2 separate regions of the Oryzias latipes genome follow, and region 1 is linked to region 2. A link is a contact called in public Hi-C data. All regions are on one chromosome and are shown on one strand. Each heading gives the region's core, a stretch centred on a gene start, on an enhancer-like site or on the middle of the called end of the contact. The rest is flanking DNA. Distances are from core to core; before and after follow the strand shown.

Region 1 (6,184 bases), core at 3,322-5,821, 150 kb before region 2:
TAGTGGACAAACACTAGAGTTACTAAGCCCATCCTTTACAGACCCAGTCAAATGAAAATTTAATGTGCTTGTGGCATTTTTCCCCATGGAGGAAATAAAGAAAATTAAGCTTAAAATTGTGTTTGTGCATTTCTTTATTCAAATCGTTGTGAATCAGGAGCAGAAAAAGTTTCCTGACAGCCACAAGCTCCCTGCTCCACTCCATTCTGATACATCCTATTGTAGACGACTAGCTGCATGTACGGGTTTTTGCTAAAAATGGCATAATCATAATAAAAATACCATTTAGAAATACTTTAAAAGAGATCAAAAAATCATCAAAGTGGGACTTTAAGTTTATCATCACCTAATTTTTGCATATTATTATGAACATAAAGTGTTTGATACATTTTTGTTTTGATGTAAGATGCAAAAAAACGTTGACAAAAAGTTGCAGAAAAAAAGACACAAAAGATCATCGATAGATTTTAATTCAAACAATTGGATTTCACTTTTACAGTGTATTTCTTTTCGACAATTATTCATTAAGTGATGGGGTTTTTTTAGCCACCGCTACGGATCCGAGAACTATGTATGTTACACGTCTGAGCCCCTCGTGAAGGATTTTGCACTTCACTGTGCAAAAAAAAAAAAAAAACCAGACACCTCAAATATTAGCTGGATAGAAAAAAACCCAAAGGTTTGCTAATTTAGTTTAGATCCCATCGTTCTAAAACCATAAGTTTAGTTTAGGTTGTTTATAATAAGCAGCTAAGGATTTGCTTCATTAAACACACATGTGGCCAATTAGAAACCCGCCGTGTCCACGAGGAAGAAGGCGGCTTTTCAGAGTAGACTGAAGGAAATATGGCACTCTTTAGTCTCCAGGAACAAGTAGACCCAAACTGTTTGAAGACTGCCTCTGAACTGGCCTGAGGAGGACCGTAAGGATCAGTCTGTGCAGTCTGGGGGGTCCTCAGTCACATCAAGCTTTGCATGAACCGTTCAATGGCTTCACAGATTCCTTCCATCACGCGCCGCAACATGAGCGCGCTGGAGAAGAGCGCCGGTAAGGACAGAACCACATTGAATCTCAGTACACAGAATTTCCAGAACACGCCGCAGCAAATGAACATTGATACGACCCACTGAATGCACGTGAACACAGAGTGAATCCAGTTACATTCAGGCTCAAAAACAAGACAAAGTAAACAGCAGATTTCTCCCTTTAGCTCAAGTTTGGTCTCAGATTCCCTCAAATACACGACGGATATTAGTGCACAAAAATACAAAATTAGACTTTAAATACTGTAGCAGCAATCCTTTAGAAGTCCAAGCCTCCAGGTGCATGTGAAGGCTTTAGAGTCCCCGACTCACGGTGGGCGTAGATTGTCCTCTGAAGTGCGAGATGGCGTCTGTCAGGAGGTGTTTGGGGGGGGCGGAGCTGCGCGGGGGGAGCAGGACACTGCAGCACTTAGCCTGAAAAGGTCTTTGAACACGAGGGTTTTGTTCTGCAGGAAGCAACCCCCCCCCCATCAATAGTAACGGGCCTCCAGCTCATCTTCCAGTCCCCGTTTCCACATCCAGCCTTTCGAATCCTCATAAGTGCAGCCAAACGACAGCAGGCTTGAACAGCGAGCAGGGCTCCCCGCGGGTCAGAGGCAGGTCAGTCTGCGCTCCTTTCAGCTGGACGCCGTGGCGATGGCCTTCTTCAGCTGCTGGCTGCGGATCTCGCGGGTGCGGGACTCCAGCAGCAGGTCGTGGCAGCTGTTGCACACCAGAACCGGGTCGTAGAGCTGCTGGTCAGGGATGGGCAGCCTCAGGTGGCAACAGTCTTTACAGAACACGTTCCCACAGTTCCTGGAAAGGCAGCACAGGCCACGCCCACCGTCAGTGTCAACAAATTAGCACCTACACCACTTCAGAACATGGGAGGAAAATTCTTAGCCAAAAATAAATCTGATTATTCCGAATCACCATCTCATTGCTGCCTCAGGGGATCAAACCAGAATACTAAAATCAAATATGTAATCTCAATCACATCACACTAATGTCTGCTATGTTACAAGTTACCCACCCATCCAACATCTACAGCCTTTTCCTCTTAGTGCATTATGTTAGGGTTTGGGTTTTTCACCATTTTTTTCCCCACCAAACGTCAAATTAATTTTTTTTGTCACTTTTTGTTTTTTTATACATTGAACATATACAAATAGAATGAATAAAAAATAATCAAACCTGAAGTTATGACTAAAGTGTTCATAACCCTTTAAAATGATCTACAGTGTACAATGCTATCACCACAAATATGTGTTTCATGGAGTTTCTTTCCATACTAACACAATAAGACGCATATCCAAAGTGGATGGAAACTGGTTCTAGGTTAGAATATCTCGGTCCGACTCTGTTAAAACTGTGTGTTTAACATGTTCTTGTAGTATTTCTCTGATGGTGAAGGACATATATAAGGAAAATTACAGTATTTTTGGGCACAAGTCATTTTTTGGCAGTTTGGCTGTGGGTGCAAAAATAAATAGCAACAACCACTAGAGGGCACTGTAGGTGTGTCAGTGTTTGCTACTGACAGCAAGGCTGAAGAAGAAGCTGCGCTCAGTAGAAGATGAAGAATTTAACGGATTCAGTGATTTTTAGTGATAAAAAGTGTTGAGTTGAGTTGTAGGATGTTCTTTATGGTTATCTGAATATGTTTCACAAAGCTAAATAAGCATCAATGTGTTACAGTAATGAAGCAGGCAGACATTCAGTCTATTATTGGCATCTATGATTTGCCTTTCAAGATGAAATGTCTTCTCTTGGTCCCGTATTTTTGGGGATGCAAATTTCTGCCGCTCTGCAGAAACTATGTGCTAAAGAACAACACAGGTTTTTTTTGATTTTGCCTAAAAACAGCAGAATCATATTTACAATACCACTGGAAACGTTTTAACAATAGATTAGAAGATGATCAAGAGCCACTTTAATGAAATAAGAGAAAACAAAGGTGTAAATTAGTGCAACTGTGCTGGAGTGGCAATTTTCTATTTTGATGTGGTTCATTAAAATATTTTAAAACAAAAAAGGAACTCAGCCTTAGTCTTTAAAGGACAAAAAGAGGAATAATAGAAATCTACACTAAAAGTAAACTAGCAACTGTCAGAAAGGAGCAGCAGCTTCTATTCTAAAAATAGGCAAACAGAACATTCTTTTTCTGTTTCTAGGCCAACTGTCTGCTGCTGAGACTTCACCCTAAAGCCCTGATTTATGCTGTCTGTGCGAACTGTGCTTATGTTTGTCATCTTTCTGCAGGTTTGTCTGCGGCTGCTGATGTTTCCGTGAGGCCGTCATTACAGGGAAAAGGGTTCACCTGCAGTGATGACGCCGCTTAGCCATCCAGAACTCAGAGTCGCAGCTGAAGCAGTGGGAAGCCATGTGGTCGGGGACCCACCTGGTGACCTGCACAGACACACACACACACACACACACACACATCAGGATGCGCCCCAAACAGAGGCAGTGGCTTAGTGGGGGGGGGTTGCTGACCTCTGCATCTTTGCGCTCCACTCGGTCCCAGCTTCCCTCAGACAGACGGTCCTCGCTGTGGGTGGACAGGGAGTCCTCCTCGTTGCTGTTGTCCGACTCCCGCAGACACGTCTGATCACCAGCAGAGAGCAGCAGAGTGACTGACTGACTGACTGACCACTTCCCGTCTAAAGCAGCTTCACTGAGGAAACATGCTCATCATTACAGAAGGAAGGATACTCACGATGTCATCCTCGTAGTCGATGTCCGGCTCTGAGGGGGGGGTTCCGTACTGTTTGCTCTCCAGCCTCATCTGCAGCTGCCTCACCTGCTGCCGTAGCACCTCCACTTCCTGTTTGTACCCCGCCTCGATCTGCCGCAGCCGCTGCTGCACGGCGTCCAGCGGCACCGGCAGCCCGTCGTCATCCAGGTAGGCTGGCGCTTGTGGGGGAGGAGGGGAGCTCGAGGCTGAAAAAAAGGAGGCCAGCTGGAACTGGTGGGCTGCTAGTGAGTAGCTGTTTAAGGTAGCCATGGCGGGTACGCAAAGGCCGTTGTAGCTCCTGGCAGCAGAGGGCCACCCCACCTGCACAGGGCTGCTGGGACAGCAGAGCGCCTCCCTGCGCGAGCACTGAGACCCGCCCCCCACAGTCAAGCCGTGCGCATGCAGGAGTTTGGTGGCGAGCCGGCGGGACTGGTAGGTGTTGGGCTGCAGTGCCCGGCTCACTCCGGGGTGACTGCAGGCGGACTGGACCAGACCGTGGACACTGTCCCAGTGGGATCCCAGGAGGGACAGCTCTGACAGCGGGTTCTGACAGAGCAGGGGGCGGGCCGACAGCTGGGCGCTGTCCCCCCCTTTGCCTTTCATCGGCTCCTCCGTCTGTCTGTGGGGGTAAACTTGAGTCTGTGGTTTGGGCGGCTCCTCCTGTGGAAGACCTGAGGCTGTGGAAGGTAGGGTGGGGGGTGGGGGAGTGGGAGGGGCTTCTGCTTCCCCAGTGACAGTCTCAGTGGAGTCCTCCATGGGGAGAGGGGTTGGCTGCTTCACAGCAGAGTCAGCAACAGCATTTGCATCTGAGTGTCCGTTGAGCAGCAGGGTGGGGGTATTGGCTGCTGGGTGGGCGTTCTTGCAGGGGAGAGGTAAGCATGGCTCTGAGTCCAGAGTGGGGGGCACAGCGCCGTCAGCAGTCCTGCAGGGGCTCTCAGCCTCCAGAGGTGGAGGGAGTGGAAGGTCGGTGACGTGAGCTAAAGCTTGGTGGAGGACAGGAGTGGAGCAGGAGGTGTGCGAGTCCCGACTGACGGAGGGGAGGGGTGGAGAGGGCAGTGGCTGTGTGGTGAGACAAGGCTCCGCCCGTCCGTCTTCAGGGTCCTCTGCCCACGGGACAACCACGGCAGTCTGGGTGGGACTCGGATGGTCAGACTGATCTTCCTCTGGGTCATCAGAGCCGTGCGCAGACAAGGCCGACGAGGCCTCGGCTGCACCGCGGTCCTCCTGGCAGTGTTTGTTCAGATTAGGGTCACTTGATGTACGAGTCAGGGGCGTGCCGTTCTCGAAGGCAGACAATAGGTTGTCCATGGAGCGTGTTTTAGGAAGCCTGGATAACAGGGATGAACACAAAAACAGGAAATGTATAAATACCCTTTACTAGGGGTGTAACAAGTAATTGATTAACCAATAAATCAATTTCTATTCAAAGCAGATCAATCTGTCGGAGTCAGAGAAGAATTGACTGATATCATTAAAAAATAGTTTTAAAACTGATAATCAAATCGATACAGGAAAATACCATACGGACTGAGGCATTGTAAGTTTGATTTACTGTAAAAATGACCAAGTGCATCACAGCAGACAACAAACATGTGATGTCAGCAAAAACTGATCAGTCCATCATTCCAGTCCAATGAGTGGAAACACTTTGAATTCAGCAAAGTCATGTGACCACACAGTGTGCTAGAAATAATGTTCCCTTTGGATTCTTTAATGCGGTAAAACAAAATGTGAATGGATTTGACATTTTTTCTTGCTTACTTGTTTGTTTGTACAGATTTAATTTACTTTTGATTATTTTAAAGGAAATACAAGAAATCTGGAAAACTGCACTGTTCAGTATTCAGGTATTTCTCTGAGTCACACTGGTTGAAGTTTTGGCTAAAGATGTCCTGGATCCATTTTAGGCCAGTGAATTGGATCGAATCAGATCATTCAAAATGAACCCAAATAGAAAGTTGTTAAAATAAATATAATACATACATGTTATACCCCTACCACTCACATGTGCAGTAATAATATCGATTCTCAATTGTGGGCACTAGAGGGCAGTCTGAGTCTTCAGAAATCTCAGCCTGAAGTCCCACTCTGATCATATAAAGGTTTTCCAGTGGTCTTTTAATTATGATTATGCGATTTTTAGCCAAAAATCAATAAACTTTTGTTGTTTTCTAGGACATAGTTTCTGAAAGTGGCGATTCAACACTAACCTACTCCCCGGGCGAGTAAAAAATGATCTATATATAATGTATTAATCTGAAAATGGAAAGTGCATCAGAATGGAGCAGTACTGGAGTTTGTGGCCTGCTGACTATATTTTCTACATCAAAAATACGCTCTTTTTCAACAGTATTTTTTTGTCTGCTTCTGATTCACAAAAATTGAAATAAAGAAATTCTCAAACACAAATTTTAGTTTTATTTT
Region 2 (5,610 bases), core at 1,647-4,146:
AAGCTGAACCATAAAGCTGCCTTTAGCAGCAAAAAAGAAAGAAAAAAAACCTGTTTGAACAGGCCTGTGCTGCAACAAAGAGAATCCTGCAGCATAACACCGGGTTTGTGAGAACAGCCTTGGAAAAGGAGAGTTTGCCAAAAAAACTAGGCCCTCCTTGTCCAGGACCGAACCACAATCAGCGATCTGACTTGCAAGAAAACAGACGATAGCAGCCGTGCAGGAGGCAACAGAAAGAAGAAAAGAAGGAGGGATTGACACTGCCGCCGTGCTGACTGGGCCACAGATGGGAATATTATGCTGAACCTTCCTTCACACCTTTAGGGAAACAGCAGCCTGTCTTTGTCCTCCATTGGGCCCTAAGCCCCATCAATCTGCAAAACCGTGTGAGGATTTAAGCAAGCGGGGGGGAAGGACTTTTTTGAAAGAAAGTTGGAAATCCCGGTGAACTAGAGGGTGCCTTTGATCTCAGCAGAACTGCGATGTGTATCATGTTGTCAACATCCCACACACAAACAGCGTGAACCTGGAGGGGAGCACGGCGGCGGCGGCGACGGCTTTTCACCATCCCCAAAGCTGGGCTTTCTCCTCCAAGAAGCCGCATAAAGCCTTATCGGTTATGGGGAGCTAAAGCAGCAGGCTTACCATTCACAAACACAGCCACACCTGATGAGTGAAGGGAGACGAGATCTCACAGCCTCTCATATCTGGGGGCCTCGTTTCTTTGGAGACCGCAAACAAATCCACACAAGGCCAGCTTTGTGGCCCCAGAACTTTAATCCACCACATTCTGAAAAACTGTGGGTTTATATCTAGAGTTCACCCCACCTAGATGTTAGGTGAACTCCAAAAAATGAGTTGCTCCAAAACAAAGCTGTGTGGCCCTGGAAAACCTCCTCCGCCTGACATGTTTTCCAAAGTTCAAATCTAAAACAAAGTAGGCTTAATAAGGCATTTGTCATCACTATTGTTGAAGGAATTTAGACATTCTGTCATCACATGCCCAGCCAGAGGTGTGATATCAGGTTACTCTGCACCATAACTCAGTCACCGCTCAAGGCTTCCAGATCTGCAGGTAAAGGTGCTCCGTTTCTAAAGAAACACATGGCGCCAAAAACACAGACTGCTCCAAGAACCCACGTGTTTTCATTAAAAGAAATAAACTGTTTATTTAAGCTGGAAGCTTTGGTCACATATGATATGTTGGGCGCGTGACGCTGTCAGGTCTGATCCAGGTGAGTCTTACCTGCATCAGTCTTCCCTCCGCTTTCCCGGCGCTACCTCCCACGAATAGTCCCTCCACGACGATGGGCTTCCCCGTGGCCTCGTGCTTCAGCAGAGTCACCTTGATGAGCGCTCGGAGGAGCGGGTGCTCGGACTCCAGGCCCGGCTGGCCCAGCACCACCTGCAGGGCCGCCATGAGCAGCCACGGCCAGAGCCCGGCCAGGCGCCGCGGGTGGACGGTCATGGCCTCGGCTGTGGCGGCGGTGCCCGGCCGCACATGGTGGACTTCAAAGCAGGCGAGCACTGCGGGTTAAAAAAAAAAAAAAAGAAGAAGAAGAAAAAAAAATGGGGGGGGGGGGGGGTCGAGGACGCGTGCGCGCAGGTGCACGCACTTCAGTTTCCCCTCGAATGGACTACTTTACTGATATAATCCAAAATCTTCAGGACCGGAGATCCTCCAGAAGAACCCCAAGGTCCCAGAACTTCCATCCAGCACCAGAGTTAATGCTCGGAAGAGGAGATGTTCCGTGATAAGACGGGCTCTAATGAGCTAGGATCCAGTGTCATAGTGTGAGGGCTGGTGGACCCGAACCGAGGCGCAACAAGGAGTTCAGGGAGCTTTGTGGACCGTGTTTGTCTCCGTGCTGCTGCGTGACCCTTCCCGCATCAGGCGTCGACAGAGGCCGGCTCCGGGGCTCCGGGGCTCCGCAGACCGGCGGTAAATCCTCGGTGGGAGCGATGAATTGAACTTCAAAGAACGGGCCACAGGTTGCCGCCGGTCAGATCAGAGGCGCGCGGGCGAACACATGCGAGGGTTGTGTAAGAGCTTTTTCACGAAGAACGACCAAAGCATATCCTCTTCAACTCCATTCCCCTCTTTTTAAAGTGAAAACCGAGCGCAGCTTCACTTATTACTTTGTAATAAGACAGACAGAGTCGCGACTGAACTCTGTCAACTGCGCTCAATCCGCGCGTAAACACCTTTAATAATAGAAAACTATATAAAATAAAGATCTTACTCCTTTATCTAAAAAATGTGCAGCTTTGAAGAAAAAAACTTAGATCCGAGACTTCAAGGAACCCCGACGGAAAATGAATCGCAGTATATTGAAAAATGCGCACGAGCTCGAGGACGAAAGCGTGCAGAAGGTTTCATGTAAAAGTTCCCCAGCCTCCATTTAGTTCCCGATTGAAGACGAGAGCGTGGACAGACGGCGTGTACAGTTATGACACCGCCTTAAAAGTTTATCTCCAGGACTCTGTCGCTCCCCTGGGATCTCATTGTCACTCTACCTGCTCGTCGTCCCGGTGCCTTCAGGTACAAACGGACATCCCGCTTCTCTTGGAAACTTCGCTGAAAATCGAATGACTGAATATGACAAAAATCAGGTTAACTATTTGTATAAAGACACGTAAGACCAAATATAATAAATAAATCACAATGCATAAAACGCGTATACAGTATAATAATGTTGCAAATGTGCTTTTACGTACTTGGGAGCTTTATTCCACCTTTATAATACTTTAACTTTTCCCATTTCTATAGTTATCATTGTAAATACATTTCAAAGCAAGACCGCTGTTTTTTTTTTCTAAGAACCGAATAATTAACCAAATGTGGTAAAGGTTCGCCGCTTCCGAGTACACTCAAACGCAACACTTTAAGGCAGGCTGGGCGGAGCTGTGAAGAGGCTGCGCGTCCGAAAACGGTTGAGAGGCTCCGCCTAGCGGCCAAACATGGACATGCAACGGTCACACATAAACCGAAATATGTATTTTACGTTTTATTTTCAAATCATTTCAACATGTTTTATAATAGTTATCAAATCCGGAGGCGAAATGATAAACCTCAAGGAAAACAATTCGTAGAGGAACAATATTTTCACAAACTATAACATCCAACAAATCACCTTTTGAAACTAATTACAATTCATTTTTAAACTGCAAGAAGATTAAAATGAGAAAATACAGCTTAAAAATGTGCCATTGAGATGAATTTACACAACCATTAATGTGCATTTGGAACAGAGTGTAACAACTTTGTGGGAGAAATAAACAAATAATAAATATGTAGAAACAGACTGATGTAATTATGCATAAAAGTGAAGTCATAGGAAAACTCCAATCAAATTGTTGAGCCAAAATTAATCAATAAGCTGTGATCTAAACAGGAGATGGGATAGGATGTCACCAAAGAAATGCAGTTACTTCAAGAGTTGCAAACCTCAACGTTTATGGTTTCTTCTTCTGGTGCAGGACCAGCGAGAGCCTTTCAGAGAAACACAAAAGAGATCAATTTAGAGCAAAAACATAATGTTGTGACTGTACAATAAATTAAAACTGTATAAACACACATTAAGCAGATGTAACATTACAAGGAGATTTACTGAAAGCCTTTTTCTTTCTGATGATGCTACAGATGCCTACCTGAAAAACCTCCTCGCTCTTGGGTGTTTGCTGAAGGCGGGAGGGCGGAGACGCTTCCTCCTGTTTGAACACAGAGCTGCTGGATGCATTTGCTGCTAAAGCAGCTGTTGTGGTGGAGGAAGGGGCCAAAACAACAACAGGGGTCTTAACCGGAGCCAGACGAGGGCTGGGGAAAGACTGCATCACCTCATCTGCAATTTGGAAAACTTTGTCCAAGTTAACGTCACAGATCTTTGCGTCCTGGTTCTCCTTTTCTTCTAAACCTTTGGTGTTTGCTTTCTTTACAGGAAACCCAGCCTAAAAATGGGGAAATAAAACATTTTTATTAGCGCACAAGCTGGTTCAGAGTAAACAATGCACAGAATCCAACAGTTTTTGGGTTTGGACCTCCAGTACCTGGTAATAGTTTTTTGGGGAGTACAACCCAGTTTGAAGACCCAGTATTTGGGGTGAGGTGACTGGGTGGCAGCAGCGGCAAACTCAAGAAATAAGAAGAAAAGGTCAGATTAAAGGTCTTTAAACAGTTCCACTCTGATCAAAATAGTGTTTTGACTATGTTCTTATGGCATTTTTCTGATCATGTAGGACATATATAAATAAAATTAAGTGTATAATTACATTTCTGAGTATTTCTTTATTCAAGTCATTGTGAATCAGGAGCAGACATAAAAGAAAAAAAGATCGAAGCAGTGATATGGAAGCTACAATCAGCAGGCCACAAGCTCCCGGCTCCGCTCCATGATGCATCCACTTGTAGACGAATAGATCCATGTAGGTCTTTGTTTTCCTCGTCTGACCTGGAATCTGGATCAAAACTGTACGACTGGGTAGCGGCAATATTGCTCACCATTTCTGTTGCACCAGTAGTGTTAGGTTGGGGTTGTTAGAGACTGAAAGCCAGTGCATGGAAACAGTTGGGGGACAGGAAGTGGGGCGGGGCTTGCTCTGCGCCAACTGTCCCGGCCACGACTCAAAGGCGAATTTCTAATAAACTACTGCTGCTGCTCTGCAGATACTATGTTATAGAAAACCACACAGGTTTTGGGGTTTCGGCTAAAAGTGGCATAATCATAATTAAAATACCTCTAAGAACGCTTTGACAATACATCAAATGATGACCTGAGTGGGACTGTCTGTAGTTTTTCTGTCTTTGGCGTGTCATCCTTACCTGGCCGATAGTAACCAGGTTGATAAAGGCCATTCCCAGCATGGTTTGCTGGAGTCAGTAAACCCTGATGATGGTGCAGGAGTTTGCCAGGTGAAGGCACACCTGTGCAGGAGGGGTTCAAGGTCCCTGCAGCGTCAGCTGGTGAGGAGAGACCTGCAGAGTAAACCCTTTTCATGCACTTTGGTGGCATCGGCGTTCCGCTGTATTGTTTGGGCGGCGGGCTTGGACTAGAATTGTGTGAGAAGGTCAGGAGCTGCTGGGCGGATCTGAGCAGGGACAGGCTTTCTACAAACCAAACACCAATGACCATCAGGAGTCTGTAGATGTTTCTTTTCTGAATGACTCATGGAGCTCTCTGACCTTTGGTCACGTGCTGACCTCCTCCCCGCACTCCAGGTCGACTGGGAAGCCGGGTCTTCACTTCCACGCCGGCGTGGAGCTTGGCTTTATTCCCCACAGTGAACCTCCTGAGACTCGCAACCAGGTCCGGTCGGTTTTGCTGAAAGTTTGCGCTGTAAAAATAATGACAGAAGGCGCTCTCCTGCTGCTTCACGTGGCTCATGGGATCCACCTTCCTGAAGCCGTACAGGTTGAGCTGGCGGACGAAGCTGGAGAAGTTGGTGGTCTTGAAGGCGCCGGCGTAGGGGGCGGCTCCGGACGCCAGGACCTGGCTCTCCAGGAGCTGCTGGTTGATGATGATTATCTGGCCGCTGCTGTCCCAGCAGACGGCTTCATTTCCCGGGTCGTTCACCAGACTCCAGAGTTTCGCTGGAAAATAATTGGGGTTGATG

Evidence for each region. A called contact is a pair of places that touch in the nucleus more often than the background predicts.
Region 1: a contact with region 2 is called in a Hi-C map of embryo, with 1.4 times the contacts expected there. The contact joins the enhancer-like site here to the promoter of rnf43 in region 2. A contact is called at or near these places in 2 of 5 Hi-C or Micro-C datasets (embryo and fibroblasts).

Annotation. Positions count from the first base shown.
Region 1 is chr14:20,587,433-20,593,616 of ASM223467v1, reverse strand. It overlaps mtmr4 (myotubularin-related protein 4), which reads right to left. Exons shown (of 20, transcript XM_023962308.1): 17 at 3,743-5,087; 18 at 3,520-3,630; 19 at 3,344-3,432; 20 at 453-1,839. The coding sequence ends at 1,662. Among protein-coding and RNA genes, the nearest start is that of LOC101169059, 4.6 kb to the left of the region's middle. Within about 2 kb of position 4,571, at least 4 of the 8 cell types and tissues checked have an H3K27ac peak or open chromatin away from gene starts, as enhancers often do. A contact at or near this core is called in embryo, where this site is marked.
Region 2 is chr14:20,437,942-20,443,551 of ASM223467v1, reverse strand. rnf43 (E3 ubiquitin-protein ligase RNF43) reads right to left here and starts at 2,896. Exons shown (of 9, transcript XM_023962313.1): 1 at 1,247-2,896. The coding sequence starts at 1,468. It overlaps hsf5 (heat shock factor protein 5), which reads right to left. Exons shown (of 6, transcript XM_004076599.4): 2 at 5,180-5,610; 3 at 4,820-5,104; 4 at 4,048-4,130; 5 at 3,652-3,948; 6 at 2,996-3,493. The coding sequence ends at 3,434.